2 separate regions of the Zea mays genome follow, and region 2 is linked to region 1. A link is a contact called in public Hi-C data. All regions are on one chromosome and are shown on one strand. The core of a region is the stretch at or near the end of the contact, and the rest is flanking DNA. Distances in the headings are between cores, read along the strand shown. Region 1 holds the start of LOC100217135. Region 2 holds the start of LOC100101537.

What was found. Hi-C and Micro-C count contacts between places; a contact is called where the count stands out from the background.
Region 2: a Hi-C map of ear shows a contact between it and region 1, with 3 times the contacts expected there. The contact joins the promoter of LOC100101537 here to the promoter of LOC100217135 in region 1. A contact is called at or near these places in 5 of 25 Hi-C or Micro-C datasets (bundle sheath, ear, endosperm and 2 more).

Annotation. Positions count from the first base shown.
Region 1 is chr2:205,203,261-205,208,480 of Zm-B73-REFERENCE-NAM-5.0, forward strand. LOC100217135 reads right to left here and starts at 2,702. Exons shown (of 7, transcript NM_001143503.1): 1 at 2,390-2,702; 2 at 1,321-1,418; 3 at 887-1,007; 4 at 362-774. The coding sequence starts at 2,580.
Region 2 is chr2:205,346,381-205,351,169 of Zm-B73-REFERENCE-NAM-5.0, forward strand. It overlaps LOC100101537, which reads right to left and starts at 3,446. Exons shown (of 3, transcript NM_001112553.2): 1 at 3,026-3,446; 2 at 2,145-2,369; 3 at 1,127-1,887. The coding sequence starts at 3,302. The coding sequence ends at 1,568.

The DNA of each region.
Region 1 (5,220 bases), core at 1,452-3,951:
CAAATTAAGAAAAAAAACTCGGCCGGGGAGGGAAAGACCGCCCTCCCGGTATTATATTAAGAGACCGAAACATAGTCACGGCTGAGAAAATCCCCGAACCCTGGCCCCCATCACTAGCGGGCCGTCACCGCCCACTCTGCAACGGCCCAGCCGGAGCATGGCGCACAGGACGTAACCCGAGAGCAGGCGGGGCATAGCGAGGTTATTTTTTAACCAAGCCAGAATTTCGCCCCTGAGGGGGAACGAACCCTGAACCTGGAGGTGCTACTCGGAAGCCTTAACCATTACGCTAGAGGCCCTTTCGCGAAAATATACCAAATTGCAGTGCATTGACATAGGAAGAGCTTTAAGATCAACATACCTTGGTTATTGGTTCCATATCCAATTCCTGCAACACCGACTGCTGCTGGAGAGCTTGCTGGAATGGTTCCAGGTGCAACAGATGCTAAAAATGGGGAATTTACAGCTCCATTGACAGCTGAAGTGTTAACAGGAAACAAAGGCTGGGAAACATGAGGGGCAACAGGTGAAGGTACTCCTGGAGGGGCCATAGGAAACGATGTTTGAAGTACATTAGCAGCTGCTGATGTCATAGGAGTAGGCACATTCTGAATTGGGAATAGTGGCTGTTGTGGTGGGAGGCCAGCGACTATGGGAGGAACTGAAACAGCTGATTGTTGTGGATATGCTGCTTGTTGCGGATACCAAGCTTGCGCTGGTGCAGCAGGCCAAATTGGAGGCCGGGCCATCAAAGGATTGAGTGCAGGATTATAGCTGCCAGCAAATGTTACAGATTTAGAACACTTCCAAAGTGATTGCTCACAATGATTACATAAACACAAACATTAAATTGGTGCAAGTAGGAAGGAGGAAATAGAGAACATACATTGGAGGTGCCACACCATAAGCTGGTCGCGGAGGAAATGCCATGCCTAGCGAATTAGGCATAATAACAGGCCTTACCTGAGGCACTTCTACTTTGGGTACCTTTGTTGAAGGGTCTTCCTCTGCACGTGGAACAAATGTCAGGTAAAGTGGGAAATTATAACGCTCTTTCTGGAATGGTACAAAATAGCAAGTTTCAGTTCTTAAATTCAATTTATGCATAATTTCATTATATGTTCGCTGTCAGAGCCTTATATGCAGCTAGAGTACTCCAGAAACCTACAATTTGTAGTGCTTTCCTAGCGATAAGGAGAACAAAACAACTGCTACTAAGAAAAAAATAAACGGTACCCTTCTAGATTCATCACAGTTTTCAGGACTCTCTGGTCATCCAAAACCGCAAGGGGACATTTTACAGCAGAGAAATCTGCATACCTTCTCCATAATGAGCAGCCAATACATGCGCAGGAATTCCCTGCATTCCAAATATCTCTATCTCCGTTGACTCCCTATCAGGCTTTGCATTAGGAACCCTGTAGTAAAAAATAAGTAACAGGTTAAAATTGTAGCAGTGCAAAGGTTGTACTTGAAAATTTTCTTAACTGCAGTATTCTCAGAGTAGCAATTGATGGATATACAAATATCCTATGCAATCACTTATCCTGGTGCAAGCATGCAATCAAACGATCTGGTGCATCCGATCTAGATCTAATGATGACTGTTATTTTATATTTAACCCCTTCCACTTAAAACATAGTACCTATTTTACTTTTAACCCCTTCCATATGAAACCGTTGGATCTAGATTGGATGCTCTGGATAGTTTGATTGCACGCTTGCACCAAAATGAGTGATTGCACAGGATATGTCCTCTAGGATATTTTCCCATATATATATATATATATATATATATATATATATATATATATATATATATATATATATATATATATATATATATATATATATGCCATAGTACCAACACACTAGCATCTTTGTAAATACCAACACGCTGGAATCAACATGACATTAATCGATAAAATGAAAAGCATAAGAGTATAACACCCTATACGCACAAGTCACAACAATCCGATCATGAAAACCATGCGCATGATGGAATCCTAACACAAGCATATCGTCCAGATTACAGAATCACGCTCTGCCTTTCTCGGTAAAAAGCCTCTCACTCTCAGGCCATAATAAAAGGGATAGCCGACAAGCATTAATATCGTAATTCTAGAAATTTCAGGAAGCACAGACGTTAAAACAGGCTTTTTCCTTCAAAATTCAACTGTCAGTAAGGCGCACGTGCAATCCATCGACTAAACTACACACCGCCAACAACAAGGGGGTGTCAATAGCTCAAACGAAGCTGCACAGCACAATTATGGGGGCGGCGGGGATTAGCAGAGCTATCTCCCCTATCTAATCAGTCGCGCCAGATCGAGGCAGGCGCAGATCGAGGCGGGGAAGAGCAGGAGAGGGGGCGGGGAGGCTGTTCTCACTTGGTCACGGACTCCTTGTGGACCTGGAGGACGTGTATGGCCATGCCAGAGGCGGTGGAGAGCTTCTTGTGGCATACGTGGCACTTGAAGTGCTTGGCCTTCTGGTGCTGGACGAGGATCTTCTCGTCGTCGAACTCGCGGTCGCAGTAGTAGCAGAAGACCTTATCGACGCGCTTCTTCTTCTTCCCCATCGGACGCCCTTTGATGTGCAAGTCTCTCTCTCCCTTGGGCGGCGGCGGCGGCGGGGTCTAAGGTAGGTTAGGGTTTCGCCGAGAGGTCGCGGCAGCGGTCAGGGAGGGGAGGAAGAAGCCGAGGGCGAGACGTCTGGGTCTCGTCTCTCGTCTCGTGCGGGCTTTTTTTGGTTGTTGGGGGACGGGGGGCTTCGGTCGGTCGGTGCGAAATTGGAGAGGGGTTGTATGCAAATATCATGCGGAGGATGGGTCCCGATCTGTTACGCAAGCTGACGTGTGGGGCAGCACGTGCACTTTTCGTACGGATATCATTTTCCACGCGCTCGGCTCTCCTCCTGGTTTTGTTATGGTCCGGCTCTTCACAGAAAATCCTATGATGGTGATTATATATATATAAGCTAAATGCCTTTCTAGCCTAGTTTTTTATTATTGTTCTTGTAGACGACTTGTTGGTATTGTTATATAAATACAAATCTAACACGGACAATCATATCATATTTTACATATAGCATATCTAGGGACTAGGGCGAGTATTTAAGGCGACTTTTTCAACCGATTGTGGAACTTCACCTGTTTGGCGCTCTCTCCTCCCCCTTTCTCTCCCTCTCCCTTTCTTGACATTGAACCGCCCCTTGTTCCCCCACTTTGATGAGGATAGTAGACGAAAGGTCATGGCGTCGCTCGTAAGCCCCTTTGCGGTATGTGTGCTCCCCTTCGGGGTGAACGTGCCGTTGTCTAAAGGCTTCTCGGCGTAGCCCTGAGGGCCTGTTTGTTTGGTTTGAATTGGGCTGAATTAGAATTAGATTCTATGGCAAGCCTGTTTGGATGCACTTGAAATTGGAAATCAACATTCCACTCACTTTCCTAGCCCAAATCTAAAGCCCACAAGAGATTCCTAGCTTGTGAAGACAGAAAATGATTCCTCTCCCCTCCTTCCCAGCACTGCACGCGTGACGCTCGGCGGTCGGCACGATGCATCCTTTGCTCCTCGCCTCACCTCCCGGTCCATCCTCGCCGCTCTGTGCGTGCCTCACCTCGACACCAGCCTTCCCTCGCGACACGGTGAGCACCCTTCCCCCACCTCGACCGTCCTCAATCCCCCACAACTCATAGTTATTGTGTGCATGCGCTTGTTAGGTTTTGCTTATCTTGTCCTTTGCTTTTTTGGTCCTCGATCCAGGTGGAGGTAGCCCTCCGGCCGCACTAGTCCTTCGTACAAGTGTTAGTGCATGCAGAGTTTATTTGTAGCTACATTTAGTAGGCTGTGGGGGGAGTATTACCGTTGCAACCCATGGCTGTAGTTTAGTTAACAGAACACTTCATATTGTTGGTTGGTTGATTCAATTCTGGGAGTTTGGTCGTATCGCTTTCTTCTGCTCTGCTGTTGCAATTGCATTGCGCGCAACTACATGTGGGTTTAATTTGGTAATGATATGGGTCAATGGCCCTTCCCGCTGATTAATTGTTTGTTAGGTGTGGATCAGCTCATGTGGAACCATGCCTACCTTGCCTGCTCACTTGTGAAAGACGAATGTTCCCCCAGTGCATATGTGTCGGTGTTTTGGGTCCAACCGCGCACCCGGGGTTGCCCCTCGAGGTGCTTTTTGGAGTAGGACGATGTTACCGACTGTAGCTCGATGGTTCGTGCTAGATGCACGAGAGACAGTGGACAATTTTATACAGGTTTGGGCCGCTTAGAGAGGCGTAACACCCTACTTCCTGTTGTGGATCTTTTATATGGTGGGTTATAGAGGAGTTCTCTAGTATGAGGGATACTAGAGAGCTGAGCAGACGGCTAAGGAGTGAGTTGTTGTTTGAGGGGGTGCCCCCTAGGCCTTATATACTCGACCGTGGGGCGTTACATGCGGATATGATAACAACGTGCGCCTAAGTAATAGTGAACTGACTGAGCTTATCTTCCTATAATTCTGCCGACTTATCATCATTCAGTTCCGACGCCTGAGGGCATAGCGCGGGAGAATCGGATCACTGTTGTGGATAATGCTTAAGTTCATTGGGCCGCTCGGGCTCGAGTTGATCCAGTATTGCATCGATCCACTCTGCCAGACACTCCTCCCTAGGCCCACGAAGGGATGGCCTTGCAAAACAATAGGCCCAAGGCCTTTTGCGAGGTCCTCTAGCCTTCTAGTGGACCCGGAGGATATCTGTCCCCCACAAGCCCCCAATCTTTGAGTTGATTTTGAAATAATCGGCCCAAAGATTCTAGGTCCAGCTTGCAGTTTTGATTTTAAAATGTGGATGCTTTGACAGTACGCTTGTCAAGTCGTTGCTTCTGAGCTTTGATCGGTCAGCTTATGCTTTAGAGATCAGCACTTCGTTTTTTGGAGGTTGGAGATTCATTGGGTGCACCCCCAATGGGTGTAGCCCCCGAGCTTTGAGTGGATTACTGAAAATAATCCACTCAAAGGTCTTCATTTCCTCCCTTTTAGAAGTCATTGGTTCATCTTTGTCTTATGCTTTAGAAATCAACATTTCATCATCAGTTCGTGCTTTAGAGATCAGCATTCTGTCTTCTGAGATTAATGATTCAATGGGTGCAACGGAGGTGCACCCAATGGGTGTAGCCCCCGAGCTTTGAGTGGATTACTGGAGATAATCCACTCAAAGCTCTTCATCTCA
Region 2 (4,789 bases), core at 2,196-4,695, 140 kb after region 1:
GTGACAGCATCTTATGCTGATACGTACGTTCTGGGGGATTATTCTAAAACCTATTCATTAGGCTCTCTCCAACAAGAGACGCTAAAGCGTTGAGGCCCCCAACAATAGTTCGCTAAATTATAGCGTAGGCTGGGGGGCCGGTAAATCTGGCGTCTCATTCATCCGCTAAACAGGCGACCAGTAAAAAAAGCATGCAGCGTAGATATGCTAACGTATACGGCTACCAGTAACATGTTGCTGGGAATCAAGAAAATATAGAGAGAAAATCTTTTAGAGAGTGATGTAACATGTTGCTGAAAATCAAGAAAATAGAGAATAGAATCTTTTAGAGAGTGATGTAAAGGGCATGAAATATACTTTTAGAAATGAAATTTAGTGAATGCTGCTAGAGCCTTATGCTTATTATGACAATCCCTCCCGGAGACGTTAGCTGGGAAATCCCTCTAGGAAATGGTCCTGTTTGTCATATTTTAGTTTACAGCTTCTTTATAGGAAGCTATTTCAAACAGGGTGTTTTTGCAGAGTTCAGTTGTTTTTCCAAATAAACTAAAAGTACACAATAAACAAAAGCTAGATACCAACTTTCCAGATAAGTTGTTTCTCTAAGGAGCAGCAGTGCTGAACAGAACATCTTTGAGTGTCAACTCGTACGAATTTCAGGTAAAAATCATACATCTCACATGAGCCCCTTTTTAAGTTTGAGGGCTTGAGGCTGGATACGCGCATAGCTCCTGTCGATGCTGTCATCCTGAAACTGGAACGGGATGTTGAACCGGTCCTTGCCTTGGAGGCCTGGGGAAATGCAATTGATGCGTATTTCTTGCTTGCAGAACTCTCTATCTAATCTAACCGATTCGTTGTTACGTTATACTCTTGCAAGGACAACTGATTTTGGAATCAGGCGTCCCGCGTCCCCATCTTAACGCAGGACGAGGTACCAGGTACAGACACAATTCTCCATCAATGCATTAATTAATACTGTACGATTTCCCATAGTAGGCACACGAAACCCGTTGCGTAGACGAAAATATTAGGCTATGCCACAATAGAAATCCCACTCCCGATCCTTCTAAATAAACAAGCAAATGTTGAAACAAGAACTGTTCTGGGTTGGTCATGGCTCTCGACATCCAATCTCTGGCGTACTCATTACTATCAGAATAACATAGTCACAGCCTCCACGAGGCATAAAATTATGCATCTTCCACTTTGTTATACAACTGATGAATCACATAATTGCGCATCAATGCAGTTTCACAGGTTCTTGCACCGGCTTCTTGGGTTACAATGCGATATTGTCAGTTCTGGGAGAGGATTTATAACATCATGCCGCATCGCCTACCTGAAGGCCGGAGGCACGACAAAGCTAGAGATCAAACTATACAGCTACAAGTGAATTTTTTCAGTCGACACCCTACGGGGGAAGTTCTTGCGGCTTCCTCCTCCCACGGACACCACTGGGAGTGTGCTAAATGAGGTTATAGCTAAAGATCACATGCAATGAAAAGAAGGCGCTAGTTGCCAGCGCCGCCATGCTCTTCCTGCGACTACTAAAATGCTGCATCAATTACGTAGACTGCACAGCAGCTGCAGCTGCCGCCGCCACGGCAAGCTTCTTGCTACCTGGGCTCTTGTCGTCAACCTTCTTGGCGCCTTCGGTGGCCTTGCTGGGAGCAGATTTTGAGCCTGAAGCAGAGTCAGGCTCGGCTTCCTCAACGACCTGTACAGGACGCTTGCGACCGCGATGCATGTGGCGTTCGCAGTACTTCTCGTTTGGAATAGTGTTTCTCCAACATCGCCATTTTTTGCCATCCGTTCGCCGGCACCTCCCTGGTTCTGGTTCAGGGTTCTTCCCGAAGTCCAAGCAGAGTGTTGCTAAGCCCAACACTGTATAATCAGGTTAGCAAGAACGGTTAGAATGTCTCCACACTTGGTAACATGCGCATCAAATTGCACTGAACATTGGTTTGGTAGAATTATAACTAACTAAACCTATAGAAGAAGGGCAGTTTCAGATGAGATTAGTAAATTTATTCATTGTACCGGCCTACAAACCGCTATCATGGAACAACTTGGCAAAGTCTACCCAAAATTAACAGGATTTCATAAGAGCACACATGTGATGAGACAGATTTGAAGCTTACAAGTAGGGTACTTCTGGGCGCCTTCAGAGGATGCACCGGTTACACTCTTCCATACGGGGAAGACGAGGTGAGTAGGCACAGGTACTCGGGCAGCCATGTACTGATAAACCCGGGACTGCTGCTCTAGCTCCTGAAGCTGCATGGCTGTGAATGCTGCCCCAGCACCGTCAGGGACGGATGCCACGAGCGCTTTCATTTCTTCCTGGAGTGCTGCGGTTGCTGCAGCTGTAACCAGGGGAGAGAAAAAAAATCTCAGAGGCGCCCAGCCAAGAACTTCAGGCCAAATAAACATAAATCCTCAATTCATACATGCATGCATGAGTACTTAGTTCAACGCAGACAGCACAAAAAATAAGGCAGAACAAAAAGGATTGCACACATATAACTTCAAATAAGATTCAATTTCGTGTTCACTGTATCAGGGAAAAGTAGCATAACAACAAAGAGGTGAAAGGAAGAAAGGGCCTTCTGTTTATTGCACGAGTACAAGTCAAATGATCGTAATAATGGACTTATAGAATAAAACAAACCATGCTTTTCTGAAGCCTTCAACCCTTTGAGTAACTATAAGAGCTAACAGATTAGTACAAAAGGAATAACTGGACCCAATCTCTGATCCTTTGCATGTATATGTATTCTCAGCAAGAGTACAAAGTTATTAATAGAACCCGAAGCAGGAAACAAAAAAATAAACTCCCCATCTGCCCGCAAAGTTATTTTCTTTATTTTTTTTCTGTTTATGAGCACCTGTTATGTTCAGAAGGAAAAAAAACGTCAGTGTATCCATGCATCTGACAGCTGAGACACAAGCACCAACAGGGGCAACTACTACTAGAGCCAAGGCCGGAGAGAGAGAGAGACTGCAAGAACGGGCGTTGTACCTTCCTCCGGGTCCTCGACGGCGAGCACCTCCGGATCCTCAACCAGAACCAGATCTCTGCACGCGCCGTCGTCCTTCTCCCCCGCGCTTCCCTCCCCATCTCGATTCGCCTTCTCCCCCTCCGGCTCTTGTCCCGTCGCCTGCGCTCCAGCCTCCTGCACCGCTTCCCCCTGTGCCGTTGGCGGCTCCGCCGGCGCAGCCTGCACTGCCTGCTGGTGCTGGGGGTTACCCCCTTCGCCACCGCCGGACGGGTTCTTGGCCTCCCCCTCCGCCGCCATGGTCGCACCAAAACGGCGGCGCGAGAGGAAGGGGGGGAAAGGTATCTTTCGGCGCGGGTCGAGGCAGCGGTGAAGGGATGGATAGACCGGTGATACGGCGCTCTCGCTTTGACGGGCGGGGTAGTGAGAAAGGAGAGAGTAGCGTGCAGAGGGGAAAAAAGGTTTGCTTGGCAGGGGCACTGGTGGTTTTTATCAGGGGCGGCGTTCGGGTCGGGGGCACGGGAAACGATCGAGCCCAAAATTGCTAGGCGCACGCCGGGGGTGGGTCAGAGTATGGCCGCTAGATTTTGGGCTTATCAGCATATGGTGGGTACATTGCAGCATTGGCATGGGAAATTGGGAATGGTATGACAGGTTTTCTATTTCTGGACGGGAGGTGCTGGGTGTGAACTTCAGCTTCCTTTGCTTTGCTAGTGCAATCAGTCGCGTTATTGTTATACTATTTAGATGTCCGTGTATACAAAGTATTCAACAAAATATTCGTGTTCTTAAGGTTGTTTGTCTTTATATTTAATGGTATATCAAGAGGAGAAGCATGAAAGAGAGAGTGAAATAGGGACAGATTATAGAGAAGAGCAAATTACATGAGATATTCTTATATGAAGAGCAAATCTTAACAAGCTATCTCTAGGTAAATCTTAGCATCATATCATCACCGCCAACAATTGTTTCAGTTTCAATCAGCATATGCACGAGCACTAACAATTTGATCACCTTCAGATATGAGACGACATATGCACACAACCACTCATCAATTATTTATAGTAACTATCATCTTTCTTTGACACACTTTATGGTATTATATAATATAGTACAGTGTGGCAGCCTACTTATACATTCTCATATCAGCATCCTTGTCTCCCCAATACTTGAGAAGTACAGGTCAAACTCAACCACGCATCTGCCCTGCAAAGAAGATCAGGATAGTCCTCTGTGCAACTGTCTTCCTCCAATATCTCTTAGAGGTCTTCTTGGTGATCTAAGAAATGTTTCCGGAAGGGAAACATCTTTTCCACGGATAAAAATTCAAACAGAGAGATCTGCATTGCAGAGAGCTTTAATAGTGTTCTTCCGCAATTCATCGTGCAATTCAATTCATCATGCAATTTTGTTGTGTAAGTCCCCTGAAAGAAGATATAATGTCAAGTACATAAATTATTTTTCAAATTAAATCTATGTTTCTCCTCGATGGTTGATCAAACATTTTCTAAAAAAGATGATAAAAACCAGTAAAAAAGGTATTGATTAAAAATCCATAATTTACATGATGGTCATTCAAGGAAGAAATATACCCAGTCATGGCAAGCAACAAAGAAATGATTAACTCCTTTTGTCCAAATCCAATATGGGTACTTGGCCGAGATAATGTCAATGTAGTTTTTAACGTAGACATTTGAGCCAGAAACATAAAGGTTATGCTCCATTTGATGAGAGTTATATGGAAGATAGAATAAATGTGCTCTATTTGGATCTCTCACAACAAAATT